Regions from separate parts of the Mus musculus genome. Here regions 2, 3, 4 and 5 are each linked to region 1. Evidence: chromatin contacts called from public HiCAR-type and promoter capture Hi-C data. All regions are on one chromosome and are shown on one strand. The core of a region is the stretch at or near the end of the contact, and the rest is flanking DNA. Distances in the headings are between cores, read along the strand shown. Region 1 holds the start of Zfp444 (zinc finger protein 444). Region 2 holds the start of Prkcg (protein kinase C, gamma). Region 3 holds the start of Leng1 (leukocyte receptor cluster (LRC) member 1). Region 4 holds the start of Tfpt (TCF3 (E2A) fusion partner). Region 5 holds the start of Rps9 (ribosomal protein S9).

Region 1 (2,700 bases), core at 187-2,686:
GTCAAGTAAAATAAAGAGCAAAAAAGTACCCCAGAGCATGGCTGGAGAGGTGGCTCAGCAGTTAAGAGTACTGGTTGCTGCTTTTCCAGAGGACCTGGGTTCAATGCCCAGCACCCACATGGCAGCTCACAACTGAAACTCTAGAATCAGAGGATGCAGTAAACACATATGCAGGCAAAATATGGATGCACGTTAAAATAAAAATAAATCATTAAAAGAAAAAAAAAGTACCCAGAACACCACCTGGCAATAAACAAACCCCACCTATTGCATTTACTATCAACACACATTAACCCTCCAACTCCTTGTGAGTCATTTACGTAAAGCCACTGTGAAACAAGCGCCCAAGACTAAATTGTAAATTGGAATAGGTGTTAAAATAGCATATAAAAAGGAGTGAAGACTGGCAGTGGTGGCTCATGCCTTTAAGCCCTGCTCTTGGGAGGCAGAGGCAGGCGGATTTGAGTTCAAGGCCAGCCTGGTCTACAGAGTGAGTTCCAGGACAGCCAGGGTTATACAGAGAAACTCTGTCTTGAAAAACCAAAAAAAAAAAAAAAAAAAGTTAAGATGAGTATTTTTGTTTGTTTGTTTTTAAATTCAATTACTTTCACCGGTTTAAAGCTTGGCATGGCTCTCGAGTGTGATTAAGGCCAGCCTGGGCTACAGGAGACCATACCCAAAACACCATCATCAACAACAACAAAAACCCTGAACAAAACAAAAAAACTAGGCCAACGCTTGTAATCTGAGCACGTGAGAGGCTGAGCCAGGAGGATCAGAACCGAGAGATTTAAGTCCCTCTTATCCTGTTAAAACCTGTCTCCAAGCCCCTTCTGCACATTAATGAATTTCGCCTCTCGCGACAAGCTAATGAGGCGGATACGCTTGTAATGAAGAAATACTTATCCTCCAGAACCTCAACTCGACAGAAGTGCGTGTGAACGTGTGACCAGCACACAGGACTAGCCACCTGCACCGGTCTACGCTGCTATGGCACGGTGCCCCTGGATAGACCCCTTCCCGCAATCCTTTTCGAAGAGGTTAGAGGTCCCGGCGCCCCAGGATTTCTCAGTGGGGTCCAACTTCCACTCCACTCTCAGTTTCCAACCATCCCAGGGCTCCCCCTCGAACATCCCAGCCCCCTCCCGCTGCCCAGCCTCCCCAGGCCTCCAACTCTCCCGCGTCTGCATCTCGCGTTCCTCCCGCTCCCCGGCCCGCCCCCAGAACCCCACCTCCAGCCTCCTATCATCCCCCTCCCCCAAGCCGCCCATCCCTCCCTTCCTCTCCCTCCTCCAGACCTGGGTACCCCTCCCCGTGGTCCGCCCGTTCCCCGTACACCGGACTCCCCAGCCCTTCCTTTTCCCTCTAGCTCACCTCACTCTCCTGGGCGAGGCCCCCCAAACAACCTCACCTTCCCGCACATGCGCACAAAGCTCATCGGGACTCCATGCCCCAGCAGGCTTTGCGCCAAATTCACCCGTACTTCCCCGCCCCCACGTCCCCTCACTCTCTACACTAGGAATCGCTAATTCTACCCAACACTTCCCACCTCTCCCAGCTGGAAACTACATCTCCCAAGAAACATCGCGACAAAGCGGCTTTCCATTAGCCCTACTGTGATGAGTCCTGTACGCTCGTGCGTCCCGAGCTAGCCAGAAAACTACATTTCTTAAAGTGTAAAGAAGAAAACCCGATTCCTATTGGCTCACACAGGCGCAAACAGAGCGCTTCTGATTTTGGACTACATTTCCCAGATTTCACGTGGATTTCCTTCCTCTACCATCCCTCACAAGACACCCCGCCGGCTGACTTCTGGCAAACGCGGACGGGTCGGGGAGGGATAAGAGGAATCTGTGGTTTCGTTGTCGTGGAAACCGGGGGAGGCAGCACACTTGGGAGACCCGCCTCCAGGACCTTTAAGCGCCTATAGAGGAGGTCGTGGAGGCTATGCCAGAGTTCTCCTCAGATCAGCAGTGGGAGATCCGTCTCCTTGACAACAGTTGCAGTATCGCCCTCCCGCTCCAGTACTAGGTTAAAGGAAGGTTGAGGCTGGTCAACGAAACCTGACCTCTGAGAATTAGTTCGCTCGTCCCATACTGTCAGTCCACTCTCTAGCCTCAGTTTCCCGTCTTGTGAATAGGAAGGAAAATATTACGTGTCAAACGGCGCTTGTGTAGCCCCCTACGGACACTGAAGCCTCAGTTTCCCTACCTCAGAAAAGGCAAGAAGGTTTTGAGTTTGCTCTTTGTAATATGTATGGGTGTTTCGCTGAGTCGGTGCACCATGTGCTCGCAGTACCCACGGAGGCCAGAAAGCGGCGTGGGATTCCCTTAGACCTGTATTACAGACGGTTGTGAGCCACATGTAGGTGCTAGAAGGACGTCTAGAATAGCTTGTGCTTCGTTGTTAACCTCTTTGTCATCTTTCCAGCCCTACCCCTACCTACTACCCCAACGCACCACATACACACGTACTCGCAGGAGCGCAAGAAGGTTATGAGACTTTCTGTTTACGTGATAGATGGCTCTTACAAGCTAGTGGGGCAGACAGAGACTCTCCCCTCCTCACTGGACTTCGAAAAAAGGTGACATTGGCACACAAAGGAAATCATGTGAAGCAGAGTTGTTATTGTCCTTACCAAATTCGTGGATGGACAATACCATTGCCCTAGTTTCTATTTACTCACTAGTTTACAGCTTA
Region 2 (2,700 bases), core at 9-2,508, 2.9 Mb after region 1:
TAGCCAAGTGGCAGCTGGTGTTTTAGGATTCGCCCCCCTTGCCCGGCCCCCACCCGCCCATTAGTGACCCCACCCGGCCTGCCCCTGCTTTAGGATGAATGGTGTTGTCATGGCAACGGCAGTCTGGGGGGGGGCTCTGACTTTGCATCTCTGAACCCCTCCCCCCTTCAGCTCCCCTTTTCCAAATCTCCCTGTTCCCATGGAAACAGATTCTCCAAATATCTGTCCCCACCTGGAACCGGCCGAGGGAGGGGCCCCCAGCACCACCTCCGCGGTGGCCCTGCCATCAGAGTTTCCTCCCCACCACAGGCTGTGTGTCTCTGCCACACCCCCCCGCCCAGGGCTCCCCCGCGCCTCTCTGGGGACCACAGAACACGTGTGTCAGCCGCCTCAGCTGTGAGGCCCCAGCCTCCACCCTCAGGGGTCCCAGAAGTCCAGGTCCCAGCTCTTACCTTGACATTGCAGGCCCTGCTTTCCAATGCCCCTGGAAGAGTCAAGGATCTAAGGTCAGTGCAAAGAGGGGTACCCGGGCCCTCCCACCTTGCAAGACATAGGTTTGCAGTTTCCCAATTTCACCCAGATGTCTGAGTCCTAGTTGCCTTCTCCGAGAACCCAAAATTTCTAGTCCCAGCTCCCTTTCCCTTGGACCCTAGAATCCAGCCTGGCTCTTCCTCCCTCAGACCCAGGAACCCAGACTTCCACCCCCTGCCATTAAGCCCAGGAGTGGGAGCTGCAGCCCCTCTCTGCTCAGTCGCTTGGGGACCAGTGTGACATGACTGTTCCCAAGTCCCCTCCTTTTCCAGCCCTCTCCCCTAGCCCGCTTCCCTCACCAGATGAAGTCGGTACAGTGACTGCAGAAGGTTGGCTGCTTGAAGAAACGAGCGGTGAACTTGTGGCTCTTCACCTCGTGGACCACCTTCTGCCTCAGCGCCCCCTTTCTGCAAAACAGGGGTCGGGGTCCCCCCTCTGAGTCGCCTCCGCCAGGGCCCAGACCCGCCATGGCCCCAGGAACGCAGAAGGGATCACGAGCTGGCCCTTTTTCCGAGGAAACAGGTGGACGGCGGTAGGAGGACTCCGCAGACTCTGAGATAGGAAGGACAGGGGCAAGGCACCTAACGGTGCACAGCACACGGCAGAAAGCAACACCCCGGCACGGGCAGCACCGACCGGGGAGAAAGCGGGTGGGGTCAGAGCTGAAGGCTGGGGCATCAAGGAGCCGCAGGCACGGGCGGCGGCGGGAGCTTCGCTCTCAGCACCTGCTGAAATGTAGAAGTCGGGGGTGGGGGAAGGCGTTGCCATGACGACCAAGGGGCGGGGTTTCAGTTTAAAGCCCCCCCCCCCCGCCCGGGACAGATGCCCCTCCCTCCTCTCCACATGCACACTTCCATTCCGCAGGCTCTATGCAAGGAGGGGACGTCCTCCGAGCCTTGTCCACCCCCTTTCTCCCAGTCAGTCAGTCATCTTGGCCCCCACACCCATCTTCCTCCCCCACTCAGCCGCATGAGTAGGTTTTGTCAGGATCTAGAATCTGGGGTAGACCCGTGTGTCTCTGGGCATATTAATCTTTTAATCAAGAAACTTTGTCTTTAGTGCTGAGGACTTTCTGATAGACACGGAGGCTAGTGTCTCATTCCTCGTGATGCTTCAGGCTCTTTATCGCTCTTAGAGCCTCTGGGCTTGGTGCTATGCCTCCCTCTGGGTGTGTTTCTTTTCTCTCTGCCTTCTCACTCTTTTCTCTCTTTTCCTCTCTTCTTTCCTGTTTACTCTCTCCATTTCTCCCTCTCTGCTTCTCTCTTTTTCCTGCTCACGTCTCTCCTCATGCACCACATGGTGTACTGAAAATGTTTTCATTTCCATTGTCCTGCCTTTCCCGATCTTCGCTAATCTGTGTTCACCTTTGCTAGTTAAATTCAGCTAGTTAAATTCCCTAGTTAAATTCCCGATGTCCGTCACTCCCTGCTTCTGTATTTCTCCTTTCCTGTCGCTAGAAGGCGCTTTCTCTGAGTAGTTGCCTTTCCCTTCTGTCCTTTTCTCTGACCCATTCAGGGTTTTTCCTTTTGGCCCTGTGATCCTCTTTATCTCTGCGGTCCCCCCCCTGTTCCATGTGACTCTGGCTCTAGTGGTCTCTCCTTCTTTCCCTGTGACTGTCTCTGGGGGGATATTGACCCTTTTCGGTGTCTCCTTGGGACTGTCTTCGGGGGAATCTCGACTCTCCTCTTTGTCGTCTCTCCCTCCTTTGCCTCCCCGAGACTCCGTCTCTGGGATTCTCCCCACTCTGTCTATGGCTTTCCAGCCCTGGAGGTCTCTCCTTTATCCACGTCTCCCTGTAACTCTCCATCTCTGAGGGCCTGTCCCCTCCGTATCTCCCTATGACTATAGCAGAGTGTATTTCTTGACTCTGGATCTCCCTATGCTCTGTCTTGGGTGTCTCTCGTGTTTCCCTGTGACTCTCCACCTGAGTGGTTCTCCCAACTCAGTGTCACCCTGGGATTTCCTATGCACACGCCCAGGTCTCTCCTCCCCTGAGTTCTTCCCCAGGTCACGCCCCACGATGCGCCTTTCTTGAGGTTCCAGTCTTCCTACGGATCCATTCTGGCAGGAAGCCGTTCTAGGGAATCCTGGCCCGCCAGAGGCTGTCGAGCTCAGTGCACTCTGGGACTTATAGTTGGGGCCCTCGTGTACGCTATTCTTGGGACGCAA
Region 3 (2,700 bases), core at 12-2,511, 2.5 Mb after region 1:
CTCCTTGTGGGTCTGGCGATCTCTGCAGTTCCCGTGCTTTACAGTATCTTCCTGTAAGTACGAGAGACTTCTGTTTGTTCTCACTCTAGCTCGACTTGACTGAATCCAGTGTGTCTCCCCCTACAGGATCCCACCTTCGAAACTGTGTGGCCCGTTCCGCGGGAAGCTGTCCATTTGGGCCCAGATCCCTGAGGCCATTGAGAGCCTCCCTCAGACTGCCCAGAATTTTCTCTACTTTCTGGGAACCCAAGCTTTTACTGTACCTCTTCTGATCCTCTCTAGGTGAGCAGTCAGACTTTGAATGTGTGTAATTTAGTGTTTGAAAGAGAAAGGAGTTTCTGGGCACCTGAGTGCTAGAGAGGTGGGCTGGGTGCCTATATACAACAGAGACGTGGGGCTGGCCGGGATGCCTATAAATCAAGAGCAGGAGAGTCGGAGTGTGAATGCTTAGGGTCTAAGAAAAGACATCTGGGTTTGGATTCCTGGTCTGAGGAAAGGAGGGCTAGGGTGTGGATTTATCGATTTGATGAAGGGGGAGGAGGTATGGAGCCTGAACCTCTAGTTTAACCTCTGGTTAAAGGGTCTGAACTTTTGGGTCTAAAGAGAGAGGATAAAGACTTGTGTTCAGAGTCTCAAAAAGGGTTTTAAGGGATTTGAGGATCCTGATATTGGTTTCTTTAATTTACTTATTCATTTAATTTTTATGTGTGTTGGTATTTGGACAGTGTGACTGTCTGTGTGAAGTAACGAACTTGAGTTACAATTGTAAGCTGCCATGTGGGGCTGGGAATTGAACCCCGGTCCTTTGGAAGTGCAGCCAGTGCTCCGGTTACGAGCCATCTCTCCAGCCTGGTTTCTAAGGAGCCATATGATGAAGATGATTGTTTTTCTAGAGTGATTTTCATTCCTGTCTTCCATAGCATCCTGATGATGTATACCGTAGCCCTGGCTAACTGTTACGGACGCCTCATCTCTGAGCTCAAACGCCAGATAGAGACGGTGAGCCAGGCTGATTTCCCCGGAAAGGGCTCTATGAGACTATGAAAGAAGAATGAAAAGGTGTGCTTCACTTTCGCTCCTTTTTGCCCGCAGGAAGTGCAGAATAAAGTCTTCCTGGCCCAGCGAGCTGTGGCTCTGAGCTCAAGGAATGGAACTTCCTGATAAGTCTGGCTGAACCTTCAGCCCCTCAGCTTCAGTGACTTCATATCAAGTGATGGGACTCTTTCATCTCTGGAACCAAATTCCCCGCCCTCTGCCACCCGAATGCTACACTCTCAATTGAACCGTATTAATAAACAACAGTCAAGGCCGCTTTGCGTTTTGAAACCCCGTTCTGAAGCCTCGGACGGGGTTTGGGGAGGGGCCAGGTCCAAATCGGCCTGAAGAGCTAGGTTATGTCTGCTTAAAGGAATAGACAGGCAACAGCCTCATCAAGCAGCGTCCGGGGGTGGAGCAACTCAGGTTACAAATGCTTAGGATTGGCTGAGATGGAAGGCTCTCAGCCAATAATCTCTAAACAAGGCTAGGATGGGACGTGACAATTGGCCCAGAACCAATGCACGAGCAAGGGTGGAACCATGGGGCGGGAGCATCCTCGAGCCAATCGGAAGTGCTGAAGAGTGGGCCTGACAGTCCGAGGTCGGCACTGGAGCCATGAATATCTTGCCGAAGAAGAGCTGGCACGTCCGGAACAAGGACAATGTTGCCCGCGTGCGGCGCGACGAGGCCCAGGCCCGGGAGGAGGAGAAGGAGCGGGAGCGGAGGGTGCTGCTCGCCCAGCAAGAGGTAAGCCTGGGGACCGCCCAGAAGCGCGGCGGGCCTAGCTATCACTCGGTGCCGGGAGCGGGTCTGTGTGTTCGACGATGTTTCTCTGAAAATCCTGTGCTAACTTCCAAGAAACCTTCCTAGATTTCCCCACTGGTGTTGAGGGACCAGAGACTAGCATACTGGAAGAGTTGGACAAATATTCTGATTACTTTATAGGTTGCCCGCACAAGTTAATTACTGATCACCCACTCTGTGTATGCTCCCTTCCTTCTGAGCGCTTGCTTTGAGAAATTCCCTCTTAGAACAACTTGGAGGGGTGCGGTCACCTTGCTCTGAGTACAACGGCTTCAGCAAGGAGGGCAAAGGGCGGACAAGCCGGGGTCCACTTCGTTGGGCATGTCTTTTCTCCCTCCCTCATTGCTTGCCAAGAAAAGAGCATCTGGAGGTTTTATTTGGAACAGGGTCTGTGTAGCCGTGGCTGTTATGGAACTGGCTACGTAGACCAGGCTGGTCTTGAACTCAGCTTGCCTGTTCCACTTGAACGCTAGTATTGAAGACCACACACACATCACAGACTCTAAGTTACTCGATTAGTTTGGTTTACACTTAAGTCCCTTGGCCAATCTGATCATGAATTAGTGTGGGCTTAAAAAAAAAAAAAAAAGCCGGGTAGTGGCGGTGGCGCACGCCTTTGATCCCAGCACCTGGGAGGCAGAGGCAGGTGGATTTCTGAGGCCAGCCTGGTCTACAAAGTGAGTTCCAGGACAGCCAGGGCTACACAGAAAAACCCTGTCTTAAAAAACAAAACAAAACAAAACAAACAAACAAAAAGGTGACGCTTGTAATTAATCCCAGATACTAAGGCTGCAGAAAGGGGAGAATTGTGAATCAGAGACCATCCCTATCTGGGGTCAGGTTGTACTTGGAGTGGTG
Region 4 (2,700 bases), core at 65-2,564, 2.5 Mb after region 1:
CTCTGGAAGAGCAGCAGATACTCTTAACTATCTCTCCAACTCCATGAATGTACCTATTTCTGAGACAGGGTTTTACCCAGGCTGACTCTGACCAGACTGGACTTGAACTCATTCATGTACCTGCTGCCTCAGTCTCCTAAGTGGTGAGATATAAACACATATCATGTCTGGGTACAATGCAGTATGTTTTCAGAGGGTCAGTAACTGGATTTAAAAAAAAAAAGAAGAATGAATGCTCTGAGGAAAGCTGAGGAGGGAGACACTTGGTGATAAAACCATAAGGAGCAAGAGAGTCGGGGAGTCAGAATGGGCAGAGGAAAGTGAGGGTGGGAGGCACCTTCCGACACGTTGGCTTGCTTGCTGATATACTCCTCAATCTTCATCATGATCTCAGCAAACTGATGAGGAAGGAGAGCACAGTCAGAAACTAGGCCTCTCAGAAAGAACTGCTCTCCGGCCACTCCTCCCTAGGAACGCTGACTTAAAGGGTGCCACCTCACCATCTTGCTGTCCCATAGCTTGGCAATGCTCTTGACTGAATCTCCAGAAAGATCCAGCTGGGTCTCCTCCTGTACATCCTCAATTGCTGGCTCCTCCTCCTCTTCTCCATAGCTTCCTCCTTCCTCTTCTTCTGCTGCCTCCTCGAGGTCAGCCAAGAGCTCATCAGCCAGAGACATCCCAAGGCCTATGGGAAAGGGAGAATGGGGTTCCCTAATACTGCATCTTGACCCTGTCCACTCATATCACCAGAAGGAGCACCTTCTCCCGGATCCCCTTAAGTTTCTTCTTCATCAGCTCCTGTAGCCGCACGCAGGCTCCACAGCTTGCTTAGTTCACGGAGGTTGTCTCCTGTTCCTACCCACACAGAACACAGCACATCCCTCCAGGTACCACCTGACCTGGCAACTTTTCCCCACACCTCTGGGTCTTTGAGCAACTATTCATCTTTGCCTAACCCGGCTCTTTGCTCCCTCACCCTGCCTTCAGTTCTTTCATTCCACCCGTCTGGCCCACGTGCCATATTTCAGCCTAAAGTTATGCTGTGATCCACTCACGTCTTGAATATTAGTTCTAAGGCGCTCCATACGTTTAATATTATTATTTATACTATGATTTAAGTCGCCCGCTACACTTTCTCCTCCAGTAGCTTGGCTTCCGGCCATCCCTTCTTCTCCATCACACTCACCGCTTCGATCCTCTCACAATCGTTTCCAAGAAATCTGCTTCCCCAGAGCTTCGGCTCTCTTTGATGACGTTTACTTGCCGCCGATAAATCTGTGTTTTGATTGGCCGTTTACGACATTTCCGGCAGCGTTTGGACAACAACTTTATTAGCAGCCGCCTCGCGGGACGGCGACCGGGAGTGCTGGGTTCTAGGGCTAGGGGAAGTCGTACGTCGCCGTGGATTGAGCCTGCTAAACAGAGATTCGCTTTGGCTAGTCGACACTGCGACAAGACAGGAGTAAAGAAGGTGACAACGTGGACGATCGGTGCAGGCGCTAGAGGATAAACCGAAGGCTTCAAGCCGCAATTTGGAGTCGGGTGCAAACGAAGGCAGAGTAGGAAACTTTAATTCCCAGTTTTCCTGTGTCGCAAGGCCTGATGGGAGAGGTAGTTTTGCGCAAGACTCCACCTCTCTGAGGCTTGAGGTGTCTCTTGACCAGAGAAATGGAGTTGGAACAGAGAGAGGGGTGAGTAGCTGAGCTTTGTGTAAACGGGGACTCCAAAAACAGCAACGATCGGCTGTAGTGCTCTCAGGGACGATGGGGAAGTTCGTGCAGTTGCTTTCTTTTCGAATCTCTGTGGGAGAACCGGAGGCAGTACTGGAGCATCGTAGGGGAGATTTGGAATTTGCTGTTCTTATGGATCTGAGAGCAAGGAGATTGGAGTGTGGGCTCCAAAGTCTGAGGGAGGAGGCTAGGGTCTGATTCCTCATTGTTAGGGACGAGGACTGGGGCCTGGATCCCTGGCAGTGACCAAGAAGGGCTAGGGTCTGGGCTTCTTGGTAGGAGGGAGGAGGGCTAGAGTCTGGGCTGCTGGGTGTGATGGAGGAGAGGGCTAGGATCTGGGCTCCAGGCTGGGGCCTGGACCTAAGTCCCCCTGGGAGGGACTTGGAGAGCCAGAATATAGGCTCCTAAAACTTCTTGGCCCTACAGGACCATGGCAGCCGTGGGCTTTGAAGAGTTCTCAGCGCCACCAGGCTCAGAGCTGGCTCTGCCTCCCCTGTTTGGTGGCCACATCCTAGAAAGTGAGCTAGAGACAGAAGTGGAATTTGTGTCCGGTGGTCTGGGTGATTCAGGACTCCGGGAGCGAGATGAAGAGGAAGAGGCAGCCCGGGGTCGAAGGCGTCGCCAGCGGGAACTAAATCGTAGAAAGTACCAGGCACTAGGTCGGCGCTGCCGGGAGATCGAGCAGGTAGGTAAGTGTGGATTCCCATTTGGGGGTCCTCTCGCCAGAACTGCCGCCTCGCTGCCGATGCCAACACCACCCCCTCCTCATACCGCCTCCTCCTCCTCCTCATGTCCTTCTTTTTCCCTTTCCTTTTGTACTTGAACAAGTGAACAGATCCATGTGGGTCTAAGTCTGTGCCAGGCACCCTAAGTAGTCTCTTCCAGAATATTTATATTCATTACTTTTCTTGTTGTGACCTGGGAAAAGCAACTTGGGGAAAGGCTTACATTGACTTGGAGTTTAAGGATC
Region 5 (2,700 bases), core at 75-2,574, 2.5 Mb after region 1:
CTACTCTCCCAGGAGTTAAATGAACTGTGTATGTAGGCCCAGTCACCTATAAGAAACCCTAAGTATGGAATATAAATATGTTAAAATATAGGCTCAACCTGGATTAACATTGTATAAACGCTACCCAGATGCAAATGCAAAAATACGTCCCCCGGATGGAAAAATAATCATTACTCCTCTTACACCACATGAAACTAAATAAAACATCCAGTATTAAGACAGAAAAAGCATTAGTGCAACTCCCATTGTCTTTGGCCTCCATTTGTCCAATGCAGACAGAACTAGATTCTAGAAACTCAAAAAGAATCCTTGTGGTGTGATTGGGGGGCGGGTGGGGGGGTGTCGCAGAGAGGAAACTGGGAAGAGAAATAACATTTGAAATGTAAATAAAATAACCAATAAGAATCCTTGTGACACATACCCAGCACTTCTGAATTTCTGGCAGTTTATGGCAAGACTGACTTACATTTGAGTTCCAGGCCAATCTACACCAAGACCCTGTCTCAATCCCCACTAGCCCAACTTGTTCAGTCACATCTCCCACGCCCTAAAACACTCAGCAACCACCACTCCTTCGAAAATAGGCTCATACACACCTTCAAACAGACGCCGGGGATCCTTCTCGTCTAGCGTCAACAGCTCCCGGGCCGCCTTACGGATCTTGGCCAGGGTAAACTTGACCCTCCAAACCTCACGTTTGTTCCGGAGTCCATACTCTCCTGCACGTGGTTGGGAGGAGACCGCGGGGCAAGAGCCATGGGTTACTACATGTGCATGGCGACTAGAGAACACAAAACTAAACTGCAATCCTCTGGCGCCACACAGGATGCTCCAGAACGAGCACGTGGGAGACAGACATCATGGCTACCTAACTCTTCCCGGATCCGCAATTCGAAATTCTACTTTGGCCACTCACCAATCAACTTTAGCTCCTGGTCGAGACGCGACTTCTCGAAGGGTCTCCGTGGGGTCACATAGGTTTTGCGACAAACCCAGCTTCTGGCGACCGGCATGTTGACCTCGCTAGGCCGGCTGCGCCTGCGCAGTAAAGTGTCGTTTTAAAAAATAATCTTGTGGCGCATGTGCAGCAAAACCCCGCTAGGGACACGGCGACACCAACTCGGCTCTCAGAGAAATCCGCCTTAGAAAACTTGAAAATGGGATTGTTCCACAACCGTGTTGTAACTTCCAGCCACCTTCGCCCCACCCTCTTACTCAGCATGTTCATGAAGATTCGAATGGCTCCGTTACCTTACACCATCAACCCCTAAAAGGCGAACTCAACAATCAGAACACTCACCTACGAACTCAGGCCCGAGACAAAGAGAGACAAGGCGGTTGGACCGAGGTCTTATAGTAACGTCGCCTTGTAGTGACGTCATCACGCACCGCTCGCGACTACGCCAATCAGAAGCAGGAAAGCCATAGAGACGAGCAGGCCGGCTAGAGCGGCGCTTCGCTGGGCCGACTTGCCAGTGAGGTGGTTAGGCGATTAAAGGGCTATGGTGACATTTGGTTAATCCAAGAATTAACGAGGCTGCCCCTTCCAGGGCTAAAGCATTGATTGAGTAACCACAGTTGTCACTTTTTGTTTCAACAAAAACTCTTGGTAAAAACTTACAGGGAATTAAGGGCAGCAGCCAAGGTTCCCCACCACTGTCTCAATCTCATGGCAGTGCCCTTGCCCTTAAAAGTACTCGGGTTTGTTTGGAGAGATGGCTCAGCGGTTAAGAGCACTGATTGCTCCTCCAAAGGTCCTGAAAATCCCAGCAACCCCATGGTGGGTCACAACCATCTGTAATGAGATCTGACCACCTACAGTGTATTTAGATATAATAGATAAATAAATCTTCTTTTAAAAGTGCTAAGATTTTAGGTGTGAGCCACAAAATACAATAATAAAAAATACAAACATTATGAAAATAGTATAAATATGTCGTGCTGGGCTTATTTTAATATTGAAATACACATCTTGTGCTGGTTTGTCTTGACAGCTTGACACAAACCTAGACATGTGGAAAGAGGAACTCATTTAAGAAAGTGCCTCCATCATCTTGGCCTATAGGCAAGTCTCTCCTAATCTATTTATTGTTTTGATGCAGGGTTTCCTATCAAATGACTATGAATTCCAGATCCTTCTGTCTATACCTCCCAAATGCTGGAATTACAATCCGCTTTCATGCAACTGATATGTTTGTTTGTTGAGACAGGGTCTTTCCTCTTATTCCTGGCTGTCCTGGAGCTTCCTATTCAAACTCACAGAGTTCTGCCTGGCTCTGTCTCCCAAGTACTGGGATTAAAGACATGCACTACCACAGCCAGCTTTGTGTATATCTGATATTTTATAACTATTTTTTATTTAAGGGAAATGGGGTCTATGAGTCCTGGCTATCCTGGAACTATGAACTATGTAGCCAGGCTGGCCTCAAACTCATAGACATGTCCTTGCCTCTGTCCTTGAATAGTAGGAGGATAGGCCTGTACCACTAGGCCTAGCTCAGATATTTTTTATTTTAAACAGTGTGATTGGTAAGAATTTACACTTGCGCGGGGCAGTCTTTAATCCCAGCACTTGGGAGGCAGAGGCAGGTGGATTTCTGAGTTCAGGGCTACCCTGGTCTACAGAGTGAGTTCCAGGGCTATACAGAGAAACCCTGTCTTGGAAAAAAAAAAAAATTTGCACTTGCATTTGTATACTCA

The links. Promoter capture Hi-C pulls out the DNA fragments that hold promoters and counts their contacts. HiCAR-type assays count read pairs that join an accessible place to other places.
Region 2: a contact with region 1 is called in a promoter capture Hi-C map of pre-B cells, with 4 times the contacts expected there. The contact joins the promoter of Prkcg here to the promoter of Zfp444 in region 1. A contact is called at or near these places in 3 of 39 promoter capture datasets (hippocampal neurons, liver and pre-B cells) and 1 of 115 datasets of contacts at active chromatin or transcription factors (astrocytes).
Region 3: a contact with region 1 is called in a HiCAR-type map of astrocytes, with 5 times the contacts expected there. The contact joins the promoter of Leng1 here to the promoter of Zfp444 in region 1. A contact is called at or near these places in 6 of 39 promoter capture datasets (the HPC-7 cell line, cranial neural crest, frontonasal cranial neural crest and 3 more), 1 of 115 datasets of contacts at active chromatin or transcription factors (astrocytes) and 1 of 9 other capture datasets (adipose tissue).
Region 4: a contact with region 1 is called in a HiCAR-type map of astrocytes, with 5 times the contacts expected there. The contact joins the promoter of Tfpt here to the promoter of Zfp444 in region 1. A contact is called at or near these places in 7 of 39 promoter capture datasets (the HPC-7 cell line, cranial neural crest, frontonasal cranial neural crest and 3 more), 2 of 484 Hi-C or Micro-C datasets (B cells and CD4 T cells), 1 of 115 datasets of contacts at active chromatin or transcription factors (astrocytes) and 1 of 9 other capture datasets (liver).
Region 5: a HiCAR-type map of astrocytes shows a contact between it and region 1, with 6 times the contacts expected there. The contact joins the promoter of Rps9 here to the promoter of Zfp444 in region 1. A contact is called at or near these places in 3 of 39 promoter capture datasets (hippocampal neurons, liver and pre-B cells), 1 of 484 Hi-C or Micro-C datasets (CD4 T cells), 3 of 115 datasets of contacts at active chromatin or transcription factors (astrocytes, large pre-B cells and pro-B cells) and 2 of 9 other capture datasets (adipose tissue and liver).

Annotation. Positions count from the first base shown.
Region 1 is chr7:6,171,249-6,173,948 of GRCm38.p6, reverse strand. It overlaps Zfp444 (zinc finger protein 444), which reads right to left and starts at 1,436. Exons shown (of 4, transcript NM_028316.3): 1 at 1,375-1,436.
Region 2 is chr7:3,302,090-3,304,789 of GRCm38.p6, reverse strand. Prkcg (protein kinase C, gamma) reads right to left here and starts at 1,258. Exons shown (of 18, transcript NM_011102.4): 1 at 831-1,258; 2 at 453-484. The coding sequence starts at 1,000.
Region 3 is chr7:3,664,401-3,667,100 of GRCm38.p6, reverse strand. Leng1 (leukocyte receptor cluster (LRC) member 1) reads left to right here and starts at 1,261. Exons shown (of 4, transcript NM_027203.3): 1 at 1,261-1,785. The coding sequence starts at 1,654. Tmc4 (transmembrane channel-like gene family 4) reads left to right here. Exons shown (of 15, transcript NM_181820.2): 12 at 1-53; 13 at 127-282; 14 at 921-999; 15 at 1,093-1,347. The coding sequence ends at 1,161.
Region 4 is chr7:3,628,543-3,631,242 of GRCm38.p6, reverse strand. It overlaps Tfpt (TCF3 (E2A) fusion partner), which reads left to right and starts at 1,314. Exons shown (of 6, transcript NM_001290381.1): 1 at 1,314-1,691; 2 at 2,157-2,415. The coding sequence starts at 1,669. Prpf31 (pre-mRNA processing factor 31) reads right to left here and starts at 1,258. Exons shown (of 14, transcript NM_027328.4): 1 at 1,187-1,258; 2 at 501-685; 3 at 338-398. The coding sequence starts at 677. It overlaps Gm15927 (a long non-coding RNA gene), which reads left to right. Exons shown (of 6, transcript XR_003946711.1): 6 at 1-172.
Region 5 is chr7:3,702,665-3,705,364 of GRCm38.p6, reverse strand. It overlaps Rps9 (ribosomal protein S9), which reads right to left and starts at 1,324. Exons shown (of 5, transcript NM_029767.2): 1 at 1,301-1,324; 2 at 917-1,038; 3 at 597-719. The coding sequence starts at 1,013.